Regions from separate parts of the Mus musculus genome. Here regions 1 and 2 are each linked to region 3. The links are chromatin contacts, called in public promoter capture Hi-C maps. All regions are on one chromosome and are shown on one strand. Each heading gives the region's core, a stretch centred on a gene start, on an enhancer-like site or on the middle of the called end of the contact. The rest is flanking DNA. Distances are from core to core; before and after follow the strand shown. Region 1 holds the start of Snorc (secondary ossification center associated regulator of chondrocyte maturation). Region 2 holds the start of Atg16l1 (autophagy related 16-like 1 (S. cerevisiae)). Region 3 holds the start of Armc9 (armadillo repeat containing 9).

Region 1 (3,763 bases), core at 237-2,736, 1.3 Mb after region 3:
ACCACTGTGATGCTCTGCCTCTCCGTAGGCTCAAGCAACAGGACAAGTTGACCAGGACCATAAAACCTGCAGCCATGAGCCAGAGTAAACTCTTTTAAAAAGTCATCTCTGGCACTTTGTCACAGCAACGAAAGGTTGATTCATGCACCTCGTGTGCATGCTTCTCTTCTGAAAATGAACACACAAGGGGGAGCGATATGAAAATTCATAAAAATGTAAGTGCTGTGAAGAACCTTAAAGTGACCCAACGACAGGACACAGGCTGACTGACCAAGCTCAGACCTGGAGAAACATGATGATGAGTGTAGCTACTACTTTCTAGGGAAGAAGATAGAGTGCAAAGGCCCTGGGGCAGGAGCCACGCTAGTATCCTGCAGGAGCCCTATTGTTGGGGCCAGCAGCTGGAACATAGGGAGAGAGCAGGAAAGCAGAGGGAAGACTGGCTAGGGAATTTGCCTTTTTGTTTGGAAAACTATGAAGTAGCAGAGCCTCAGGGGCTTAAGAGACTTGGGGAACTTGCAGGGTGAGCACACCTGTGTGTGTGTGTGTGTGTGTGTGTGTGTGTGTGTGTGTGTGTGCGCGCGTGTGTTGAAGTCCATCTGTGGGTGTAGGCAGAGGCTGAGGAGGCCAATGTGCTTGGTCAGACCTGTTGGGAAGGTAGTGAGCTGAACTCTGAGCCAAGCCCAGGCTTAAAGGTGAAACTGAGTCTCTGGATTAGTGGAGAGTGCCTACAAGAACAAGGGAGCCAGGGAGAAGGACTTGTGCATTGAGACCTTCCTGGAAGGGGCCTAGAGCGGCTGGCCAAGGGGCTTTAATAGAAAATGCCTCACAACCTTAGCTTTAGTAAGGGCCAGTGGAAGGGTCCTGAGCAGGGTCTCCCAGAGTCCTGAGCACAGTGGCTCAAGGCATTTGTTGTGCCTGGGTGAGGCTCCTGTCTTGGGAGGCTGGGAAAGTTTGTACTTTCACTAGTCCAGGAATATGTGTGTGTGTGTGTGTGTGTGTGTGTGAGAGAGAGAGAGAGAGAGAGAGAGAGAGAGAGAGAGACAGAGAGAGTGAGACAGAGAGACAGAGACAGAGAGACAGAGAAGAGAAAGAGGAGGGGAGCAGGGCAGAGACAGAGAGAGAGGAAAGGAACCCTCTCTCTCCCCTCCCCTCCCCTCCCCTCCCCTCCCCTTCTCTCCCTTTCTCTCCCCTTTTCTCTCCTCTCCTCTCCTCTCCTCTCCTCTCCTCTCCTCTCCTCTCCTCTCCTCTCCTCTCCTCTCCTCTCCTCTCCTCTCCTCTCCTCTCCTCTCCTCTCCTCTCCTCTCCTCTCCTCTCCTCTCCTCTCCAGGGTGGGGCTGTTTGGTAGTTCAGGACTGCAGGTCTGTCTGAGTGCGCTCTCTCTCTCTCTCTCTCTCTCTCTCTCTCTCTCTCTCTCTCTCTCTCTCTCTCTGTGTGTGTGTGTGTGTGTGTGTGTGTGTGTGTGTGCATGCGCGTGCATGTGTGAGGGGCGGGCACGGTGTCCCAGGAGGACAGAGTTTGCATTGATGAAAACCCTTCCCAGCTCTTTGAAGCCTCTTTCCCGCTGCCTGAGCCCAGCCGCCTAGTCCTCTGTGTCCCATAAGACTGCTCACTCCCTGCCAGGATGGCATCTTGTCTGGCCCTGCGCGTGGCGCTGCTGCTCATCTCTGGGGTCCTGGCCCCTGCGGTGCTCACAGGTAAGGGGCGCAGGCCCTCAGCTCTGCTGCTACCAACTTCTCAGGGCCAATAACTACCACTGGGACCAGATCCTCCAGTACCTATGGGGTACAAGCCCCTCACACAAGGTGGGATTCCCAGCTGTGGTGATTCTGGGAGACTCCCACAATGCTGGCTGGTAGAAACCGAGTAAGATGATGTATGTTAGCAGCAGGATGGGTGGCCATTGAAAAAGACTTGGGTATCAGGGTCTGGTACATTTGGCTGTCTGATGTTCTTGGGGTAATACTTTGCCGCTAGAACACCTGGAGACTTCTGGACCTGGGAGGCTGGAGGACTCATCAGACATAAGGCAAAGGGCTAAAGGCCAGAGACCCTCTGGGCAGAAAACCCAGAGACTCATGATTCCTTTAAATTCTGCAAACCCTTTCCTTCTGACTTACGACCTAGGTGCTGTCCCCATAGAGATAAATATTTCTTAGAGTCTTTTGCAGGATAGTGAGGAAACTGGACTGAGCCCTAGGTGGCCTCTCTGGGGTCTGAAAAAAACACTGCATGGCAGGCCTGCTCTGGGTCTGCTTCAGAGCAGGGACATAGGCACAGATAGGCTTTGATTATGAGAAAATAAATCTCGCGCAGTTGTTCAGTAGTCTGCAGAAAGGCCTCTGGGTTCCCTGGTTGTCTTACAACATTGCTGCCTGAACTTTAGGGGTGTCTGTGTGTCTACAAAGGAAAGAAGTCACCTCTGTGGTAGAAGCATAGCCTCGGAACTCGCGGCCACACCCCAGGATGGTGACGGTGGTCTGTGGGCCGTTCTACCTCCCCTCAACACCCCAGGAAATAGCTAAAGACCTGACTCTGCCCAGCCTGGCTCATACCTCTCTTGGCCATTTCCTAATCTGTAGAAGGTGGCACCCACTACGCTGCCTCCCTCATAGTGGGATGCTAAGGCCTCACCAGGGCTCAATGCAGGGCTCTGAGGATGGCCAAATGTCCAGTCAACACTCAGTGTTCAGAGTGTGAGCAGGGTTCAAAGCCCGAATGGATTTTGGGGAGAACCATCTCTTCTCATATGTTGGGACACACCCAGCTTCTGGAGTGGGAGCTGTGCTCGGTAATGTAGCCTGAAGTACCCCTGAGTTAGGACTTACAGTGGGAGGAGGCATTTTCTATTGCCTAGGACTTGGAGCTGAGACCCACACCGCTTCCTGCCACAGTGAGGCTGTTGCCTGGCAGGACCCTGCAGCTGGAGCCTTCCTAGTGGCTCCTGTCCAGGTTTCTGTTAGGTTTCTTCCAACCTAAGCCTCTAGCCAGAGCCCCGGTCAGATTATACATACACAACTCTAGTGGGTGGGCTTTCTGTTCCCACAGAAGCTTTGGGAATAGCCAAGACCTCGCCTGACCTCACCTCCCTCTTTTTCCACGACTTCCTTCTCCCCTAGGAACAGGCGGGCCCACAGCAGGCATGAGCATGCAAATCCCACCTTGGGTTTTGGGGTTCTGGCTATTCTGGGAGTGGGGAGATAGGAGGTTCTCAGAACTAGCCATGGACGCATAGGTCTGCACAGGTGTGTACGAGGTCTGTGGCCCTGTCTCTCCTGGGCTGCAGTCTCATAGCAGGAAAGAGGAGATGGGGTACTCCTGGGGTACTCCAGCCTGCCACCCTTCCCGCCTCAGCTGGTGGCCACAGCCACTGAGGTAGGGGAGCAGGCCAGGTTGAGTGGGCAGGAGGCCAGGGTGGGGATGAAAAGGCTCTTCATGTCTGCACAAAGGCCGTCTGTGAGCATGGGCGCCTGGCCTGGGGGCCTGTGGTCAGACCAACCGTTGAACAAACTTATTTACCAAAAGGCAGAGGAGCTTGGGGTGGTGGGGTTAAGGGGACAGCCTGGGGTATCCAAGCTTGTGACACTGACACCGTGTCACCTCTGCCAGAACAGAAACTCCTGTGACCTTGCTCACTGTCATGGTGTTTGAGTGTCCTTGTGGCCAAGGTGGACAGAACAGAAATCTCCTGCCGTGCCTGCCCTCTCCATCAACGCTTGCCTCTGCCCTCTACACTCTGCTCCCGGGGCCCCTGTACACACCT
Region 2 (3,796 bases), core at 513-3,012, 1.6 Mb after region 3:
TTATTTATAATAGCCAGAAGCTGGAAAGAACCCAGATGTCCCTCAACAGAGGAATGTATACAGAAAATGTGATAATTTACACAATGGAGTACTACTCAGCTATTAAAAACAATGAATTTATGAAATTCTTGGATAAATGGATGTATCTGGAGGATATCATCCTGAGTGAAGTAACCCAATCACTATAGAACACACATGATATGCACTCACTGATAAGGGGATATTAGCCCAGAAACTTAGAATACCCAAGATACAATTTGCAAAACACAAGAAAATCAAGAAGAGGGAAGACCAACAGGTGGATACTTCATTCCTCCTTAAAATAGGGAACAAAATATCCATGAAAGGAGTTACAGAGACAAAGTTTGGAGCTAAAAGGATGGACTATCCAGAGACTACCCCACCTGGGGATCCATCCCATAATCAGCCACCAAACTCAGACACTATTGCACACACTAGCAAGATTTTGCTGAAGGGACCTTGGTATAACTGTCTTCCTGGCAAATACAGAAGTGGATGCTCACAGTCATCTATAAGATGGATCACAGGGCCCCCAGTGGAGAAGCTAGAGAGAGCATACAAGGAGCTGAAGGGGTTTGCAACCCTATAGGTGGAACAACAATATGAACTAACCAGTACCCCCAGAGTTTGTATCTCTAGCTGCATATGTAGCAGAAGATGGCCTAGTCGGCCATCACTGGGAAGAGAGGCCCCTTGGTATTGCAAACTTTATTTGCCCCAATTCAGGGGAATGCCAGGGCCAAGAAGTGGGAGTGGGTGGGTATGGGAGCAGGGCGGGGGGAGGGTATAGGGAACTTTCCGGATAGCATTTGAAATGTATATAAAGAAAAATTGTGAATCTCAAAAAAAAAAAAAAAGTGATAATAATACTACCCAAGGCTCCACGGCGAGTGTGTGTGTGTGAGTATGTGTGTGTATGAGTTTACAGTCTGCATTCCTCCAGCCTCAACCTGTGGGCTTTTCTGGAAAACCAGAAGTACCCTAAAAGGTTGAACCAATCTTCCTTGTTTTGAGAGAGAAATGGGTGGCCTTACTCCATGAATTATGCTACTCACCTCCTTTTCATTAAGAAAAAAAAATAAATCCCCAACAAAGATATCTTTTAAAAAAAAATCCACTCCTCTCTTTGGCGTGTTTACTTTGCTAAATTTCTCTTTAAACTGTGTCTCTCAATTGATTCATATCCTTTGAGAGCGTAGTAACCAAAAGACCAAAAAGATGGTTTGAGTCTAGGTGTTTGAGATCAGCCTTGAAGGCACACACAGGCATGAGCTAAAATTCAGTTTGCGTAGGTCTTGGAGGGACGCAGTTGTCTATGTGAAGACAGTTTTGCCATGCAGCAGAGAGAAATTACATTTCACGGCTTTTCACCTTCCGGTTAAATACCATTACTACCCCCATTTTACAGGTTAGGCACCTAATACTTAGGGAGGTTGTCACTCAACGACAATCATTCACTATACACAGGGGAGCTCCCACTTCTGAGCTGAAATTAAAAAAAAAAAAAAAAAAAAAAAAAAAAAGATGCACACACAATGTAAAAGGAGGAAGGAAACAGACACCCCCGGACAAAACCACCCCATTTCCTGTCTTCTTCCGCGAAGCCAGGGTGCCTCCCAGCGGCTGCCTCTCATCACCGACGCTTCCGGCTTCAAGGTTGCGTCATTTGAGAGCGTCCCGCGAAGTCTCGGCCGGGAGCTTGCGCGCGGCCTAGGACGTCGGGCTACGAGGCGGGCCTTCCGGCCTTCTCCAGAATAATTTCCGGCAGAGACCGGAAAATCTTCCCGGATCGCCTCCGGGTGCCCTGTGTGGGAAGGTGAGGTTCCGGCGGCCGGCTTCTGTTCGCTGGCGGCTGGCAGCACGCTGCAGCCTGCAGCCCCCCAGTGTCGGCACGGATCGGCCGCCCTGAGGCGCCGGGGCAGCGTTCGGCATGTCGTCGGGCCTGCGCGCCGCAGACTTTCCCCGCTGGAAGCGTCACATCGCGGAGGAACTGAGGCGCCGGGACCGACTGCAGAGGCAGGCGTTCGAGGAGATCATTCTGCAGTGTGAGCGGCACGCGCGGGCCCGGGGCGGGGAGTGGAACGCGCCGTGGCAGCGAGAACCCCGGCTCCGCCCGCGCGCATGGCGGCCTCGTCGGGGACCTGGCGTCCCGCACGTCTCGAGCCCTTTCGTTGCTTACCTTCCTTCTTTGGCTTAAACCTTAGGCGCGATCATGGAGGGTTCCCCTTTTCCAGGTTCTTTCCACAGACATCGTTTGCAGTTGTAAATCTCGATAACCCAGGCGGCGCCGATGCACTTAGGTAGTCAGGCTCCAAAAACGTCGTGTTTAAGGAATCGAGTTCAAGACAGAGATTGACTTTACGCATTAACTCGAGAGATGGACGTTCTCTTCGGAATGCTGTGGAACTAGTGGTTTTTGACTTCTCAGGCCTCTCCATATTGTTGGTACACATTTGAGTTTTAGGATTTGTCCACTGGGTCATTTGCTATTATTGAAAGCCTTAAGTGAGAAAAAAAGAGTGGTCTCTTCGCCGCTCTTTGCGAATTTTAAGGATCGAAAGTATCTTGTATTCTTAAGGCGGGTTCTCAACGATCATTTTCGTGCCTCGTGTTCCCAATTTAGCCAATCTGTTTCACATTTGAACGAATGCGTTGACACTCCTCGATCCTGAGGTTCCATCTGCTTCCTGAGATAGCCTGGGCATAGTCTTCCTAAGTTTTTGCGGGTAGTGGGATTTGAAATCGTAGTACTGCTATTTGCATTCTGATGGGGATAAATCAGTAGTTATTTACACGTTAGAATCATCTGGGGATGTACTTGACAATCAAAAACACTCCAGACTAATTAAGTCAGTATAAATGACAGAAGATAAAATAGTCCCATACTTTTTTTATGCTTCCTGAGTGGTTCGATTTGCACACACGTTTGAGCATTTTAAGTAATTGGCATGTATTGTTTCATGTTAAATTTTTATGAAGCACCAAGGCCAACGATGATGAAGTTGCAGTATGGGTTAATGTTGGGGCTGAGGTTAGACATTGGTTTTAAGACACTTGTGCATTTGCCTTTGTTGGCTCTCCTGAGGAATGGCTCTTTCTCAGCACTTAGCCCTTTAAAAGGAGAGCAGGAAAGGGACGCTGTCTCTGGTGTGTTGCTTCCTTGCACTCTGGGAGAGCAATGGCTATTAATGTAGCCCAGGAATCTGTTTACACGTTTTATGGGTTCCGTTCTTGTTTCTCTTTAAAAGATAATGTAGTTAAAATCTGACAGATTGGGTCAGAGATCTCACTAGGTCCTTACAGACATTTCTAGTTTGGTGCATCTTTAAAATGGGAGTGAAGATATGCCCTGCCTGCTTCATAAAAATAGAGTGTATATAAGGGCATTAAACAACATCTATAATAATCTTGGAGACAACTTGAGTCATTTTCGTTTTGTTTTGATTTTTTTTTTTAAATTTCAAAACTGGATAACCTATTGGTAGGAGAGTGTCAAACCATTGGAACAGTCAGAGATGGGAAATATTTTAAATAATGAAGATTCTTTCCAAGTTAATGAGGGATGAGCTGAGATGAATTTCAGGTGATCAGGTCCTTAAATAATACTATCTACTTAGAGCAGAGGAATCTGGGACATCTGTCAACAACCACAGAAGAAAGAAGTTTTCGGTGTTTATAGACTTTGGAGGGTGGGATCTTTGTACTTGCTAGGCTAGTGAAGGCACTAGATAGACTACAAAGCTGTAATTTAGGAAACTAATCCTACTGTTCACGC
Region 3 (3,733 bases), core at 41-2,540:
TGGGTCCTTCCCAGAACACAAAAGATGAGTTATTTGGGGAAACAAGGGTGTTGACTGCAGCAGTTTTGCAGGTGCACAGAATTCTGGAAAAGCACAACAGTGTTCACCTATAAAACACAGAGCCCGCCTGTTATTCATCCTGGAGACACAGGAATCAATCAGAGCACCTATGTGACTCACTTAGAATGATGCTGGGCACAAATATGGCGTATTCAGCAAATAAAAATTATCCGAAATGTAAATAAAATTGGCTGTTCTATATTTCATCTGATAACACTTGGCACACAGTTAACTGAGAATACTTCTAGGGGAAATTATTTTCAAGCTATATTACCTGGACAGGACATAGGACATAGTACTCTCTTCCTAAATATAGCCTTAGTTAGAAGACATCCTAACTCAAAGAGCATTGACAGAGCAGAGAGCTCAGGAGACAGGGCCTCTGCCCATCCTAGAGCAGCTGCTTCTTCTTTCTTCCTCCTCCTCCTCCTTTTTCCTCTTCCTCCTCCTCCTTCTTCAAAGGCGAGGGCACCTCCCTTCTCAAGTCCTCTGGACAGCCTTGGGAGGCTCCCACCTCTTTTTTTCTGTATAGCCCTGGCTGTCCTGGAACTCACTCTGTAGACCAGGCTGGCCTTGAACTCAGAAATCCGCCTGCCTCTGCCTCCCAAGTGCTGGGATTAAAGGTGTGCGCCACCACGCCCCGCGCAGCTCCCACGTTTTGAAGGCCTGGAAAGTGGTACTATAGAGACTTCTACCACAAAGCCTCAGCACTCCGAGGGGAAGGGAAGGGTTTTCTCTGGCCTTAAGCACTGACTTTGGACCAGAGATTAAAGAGTAGTAGCTCTGAATACACGCAGGGCAGTGGGCTGGCCAGAATTCTGAGTAGTATTTAATGCACGCTCCTTTACTAAATAAATAGGCCCTGGAATCAAACTCCCTTCGTCCGGCTTGGAGGAAAGCGCCTTTAGCTCTAAGCCATCTCGCTGGCCTCCGAATCTGTTTTGTTTTACAAACCTAAATTCATACGGGAAAGACAAAAGTGTCTCTAATACTTCCCGGAAGACTCTGTCGTAGGTGAAAGTGTGGTGCTCGGATCTTACATAGGCAGATCTGAGTTATCGTTCGTCTGCAGTCTAGACTAAAGTCACCCGCACGCCACACGCCTGTACGGCCTCACTTCCGGTACTCACCACGTATGGTACCTCCCACTCTCCCTCCCAGGATGCTCCACGTCGTCTTCGCCCAGCAAGATTGGCCGAGTCGCCTCACGTGACTTCGGCTAGCGGTAGCGGTTGCCCGGGTGACGGCCGGCGAGCTGGCGGTCTGGAGGAGTGAGCGCAGAGCCCTGCAGCAGGTAAGCGCGGCCCTCCTTGCGACTGCACCCTTGACACAGCCCTGGGATCATTGCATGGAGGGCTCGCCTTGTCGGACCCGGTTCCTTCCTGGCCAGGGCCCGAGGCGGCCGCTTGAGCATCCCATTGCTTCCCCCCAGGAGCCCCCGACTCCGCTGCGCTGCGGTGGGGTGGACTTGGAGTGGCCCCGGGCCTTCTCGCTGAGCATCTGCAGCAGGATCTCGTGGCCTGGGGCATTTAGCGCTCTCTCTCTCTCTCTCTCTCTCTCTCTCTCTCTCTCTCTCTCTCTCTCTCTCTCTCTCTCTCTTTCTCTCTCTCTTTCTCCCCCGCCCCCATAGTTTATTAGTAGTCTTCCTTCCCAGCGCCCAGGACACTCTCAGACTTCACTGAATCTAAGTGGAAGCATGTTATTTGCAGGACAAATTCATCTTCTCCTTATCCAGCCAGCTGTAGGCCTGAATCTCTCGCTGATGGAGAGATGGCATCGTCACCGCATGCAAAACACTACAAACAGTTTACTTCTTTCTTCACAAGGTAGATCCTTAGCCCAGAGGTTGTTTGGTCTAAGTTAACTGAGCTAAGGAGACAGGACATCCATCCAACACAGAGGGTTCAAGGGTTGCTTTGAACTCACAAGAGATATACACTTGCTGACCAAGCCTGATGACTTGGAACGCCAGGAACCACACTTCGGAAGGAGAGGCCCAACTCCTGCACATTCTCCTGAAATATCAGCATAGATTTAATCCTAGCTCTGGAGAGACTGTGAGTTTGCCCATGAGATGGGAAACTGTGCTAGTTAGGGTTTCTCTTGCTGTGATGAAGTAGTATGACCAGGAACAGCATAGGGGAAGAAAGGGTTTATTTTGCTTAAGATTCCACATCTTTGTTCATCAAAGGAAGTGAGGCAGGACAGGATCCCGGTTGTGTGAGCCGATATGGATGCTAAGGCCATGGAGGAGTGCTGCTAACTAACTGGCTGTCATCTTATGTACATCCTTATAGCCTCCATGAACTCAGAATTCCTGGTACCCTGACACGTTGCCTTAGTCAGTGTGGTTCCTACCGTCCCCTTTCTTCAAACCATTACTCTGTTTCTAATGAGATGGTGACCTGGGATTCCCTGAATCCCTTTCCATCCAGCTCCAGGCCTGTCTGAACCAGGCTGTCTAACAGGCATCTTGGGGCTTAACGCCACACACAATGCTTGCCTTGAGTTATGAAGGGGATTCTGATGCAGGAGCATCAGTGAGAGGACATTGAAGTCAACCAGTGGGGAGTTCCTCTGGGAATCCACAGCACAGACGACTGGAGAGTAATGGGCCAGAAGAGGTGTTTTCCCAAGTCTCTCTGGGTGGGTACCTTTAAGCAGAGACCTAACAAGATGTAGATGTTTGCAGCAAGAGCATCAAATCAGACAGGACTGTGGTTATGCAGGTCCCTGAGGGCAGGTATATTGTGGGCATCAGGGAGTTTCCGCTTGGCAGTGTGGTTCAAGTCAGATGAGTGGAGAGCTACCAAGGGCCTAGAGAGATGGGCCTAAGGAGTCTGCTTCCATCTGTGGGTTCCCAGAAACACCTCCATGTGTGGGGGTCACAGGCATGTGTGCATGACACCCTTCCCTTGCGATTGCCAGCATATCTGGTGGAGAGCCACATAAAGAATTTGATCGGACCTCTACTAAGGGAACTCAGATGAGTGTGCCAGATTCAGGCCTTGGCAGCCTGTTCCTTTCAGGACAAGCTAGAGGACAGTGCTCTGCATCCCAGCTCCTGCCTTACCGCCTTAACTCTCGACTCTCTTCAAAACCTGAAGTGACCAGACCTTCTTTCTGCATCTTGTCACCTCTTCCTCAGGGACTCTCTTGCACTACTAATCCAGGCTTATCTCTGTGATAGAAGGACTGCTGATTAGTTTTCTTAACGCTACCTGTACCTTTAAATCCCCCTGGTCATGTGACCTCCCATTGCCCCACAGTCACAGGTCCTGGGGATTACTGTGTCCACCACAGCCACCCACTTGTGATTTCACAGTGGCTTAAATTAATCTTCGTTTTTTGTTTTTTTTGACTCGTAGAGGTTTCTGCTGTGAGAATTCCCAGTAACCGTTCACCATGGGGGATATCCTGGCTCATGAGTCTGAATTACTTGGATTAGTGAAAGAGGTATTTACATGAAACACAGTCACAGAAAAGCATCTTTTTTAAAGATTATTTGTGTGTTTATGTTTGTACGTCTGTTTGCATTGTGTGTGAGCGCCCACAGAGACCAGAGGGGGGCACCGGATCTCCTGGAGCTGAAGTTGAAGGCATTTGTGAGTCATCCTCTGTGGGTCCTGGGATTGGAACTCAGATCCTCAAAACATGTATATTAAAATGTAGT

Evidence for each region. Promoter capture Hi-C pulls out the DNA fragments that hold promoters and counts their contacts.
Region 1: a contact with region 3 is called in a promoter capture Hi-C map of liver, with 9 times the contacts expected there. The contact joins the promoter of Snorc here to the promoter of Armc9 in region 3. A contact is called at or near these places in 1 of 39 promoter capture datasets (liver) and 1 of 9 other capture datasets (liver).
Region 2: a promoter capture Hi-C map of liver shows a contact between it and region 3, with 13 times the contacts expected there. The contact joins the promoter of Atg16l1 here to the promoter of Armc9 in region 3. A contact is called at or near these places in 2 of 39 promoter capture datasets (liver and pre-B cells), 2 of 115 datasets of contacts at active chromatin or transcription factors (astrocytes and thymic regulatory T cells) and 2 of 9 other capture datasets (adipose tissue and liver).

The regions. Positions count from the first base shown.
Region 1 is chr1:87,468,715-87,472,477 of GRCm38.p6, forward strand. Snorc (secondary ossification center associated regulator of chondrocyte maturation) reads left to right here and starts at 1,487. Exons shown (of 3, transcript NM_028473.2): 1 at 1,487-1,697. The coding sequence starts at 1,625.
Region 2 is chr1:87,754,249-87,758,044 of GRCm38.p6, forward strand. It overlaps Atg16l1 (autophagy related 16-like 1 (S. cerevisiae)), which reads left to right and starts at 1,763. Exons shown (of 18, transcript NM_029846.4): 1 at 1,763-2,066. The coding sequence starts at 1,952. It overlaps Gm33517 (predicted gene, 33517), which reads right to left and starts at 1,498. Exons shown (of 4, transcript NR_157047.1): 1 at 1,077-1,498.
Region 3 is chr1:86,153,490-86,157,222 of GRCm38.p6, forward strand. Armc9 (armadillo repeat containing 9) reads left to right here and starts at 1,291. Exons shown (of 25, transcript NM_030184.2): 1 at 1,291-1,354; 2 at 3,429-3,516. The coding sequence starts at 3,466.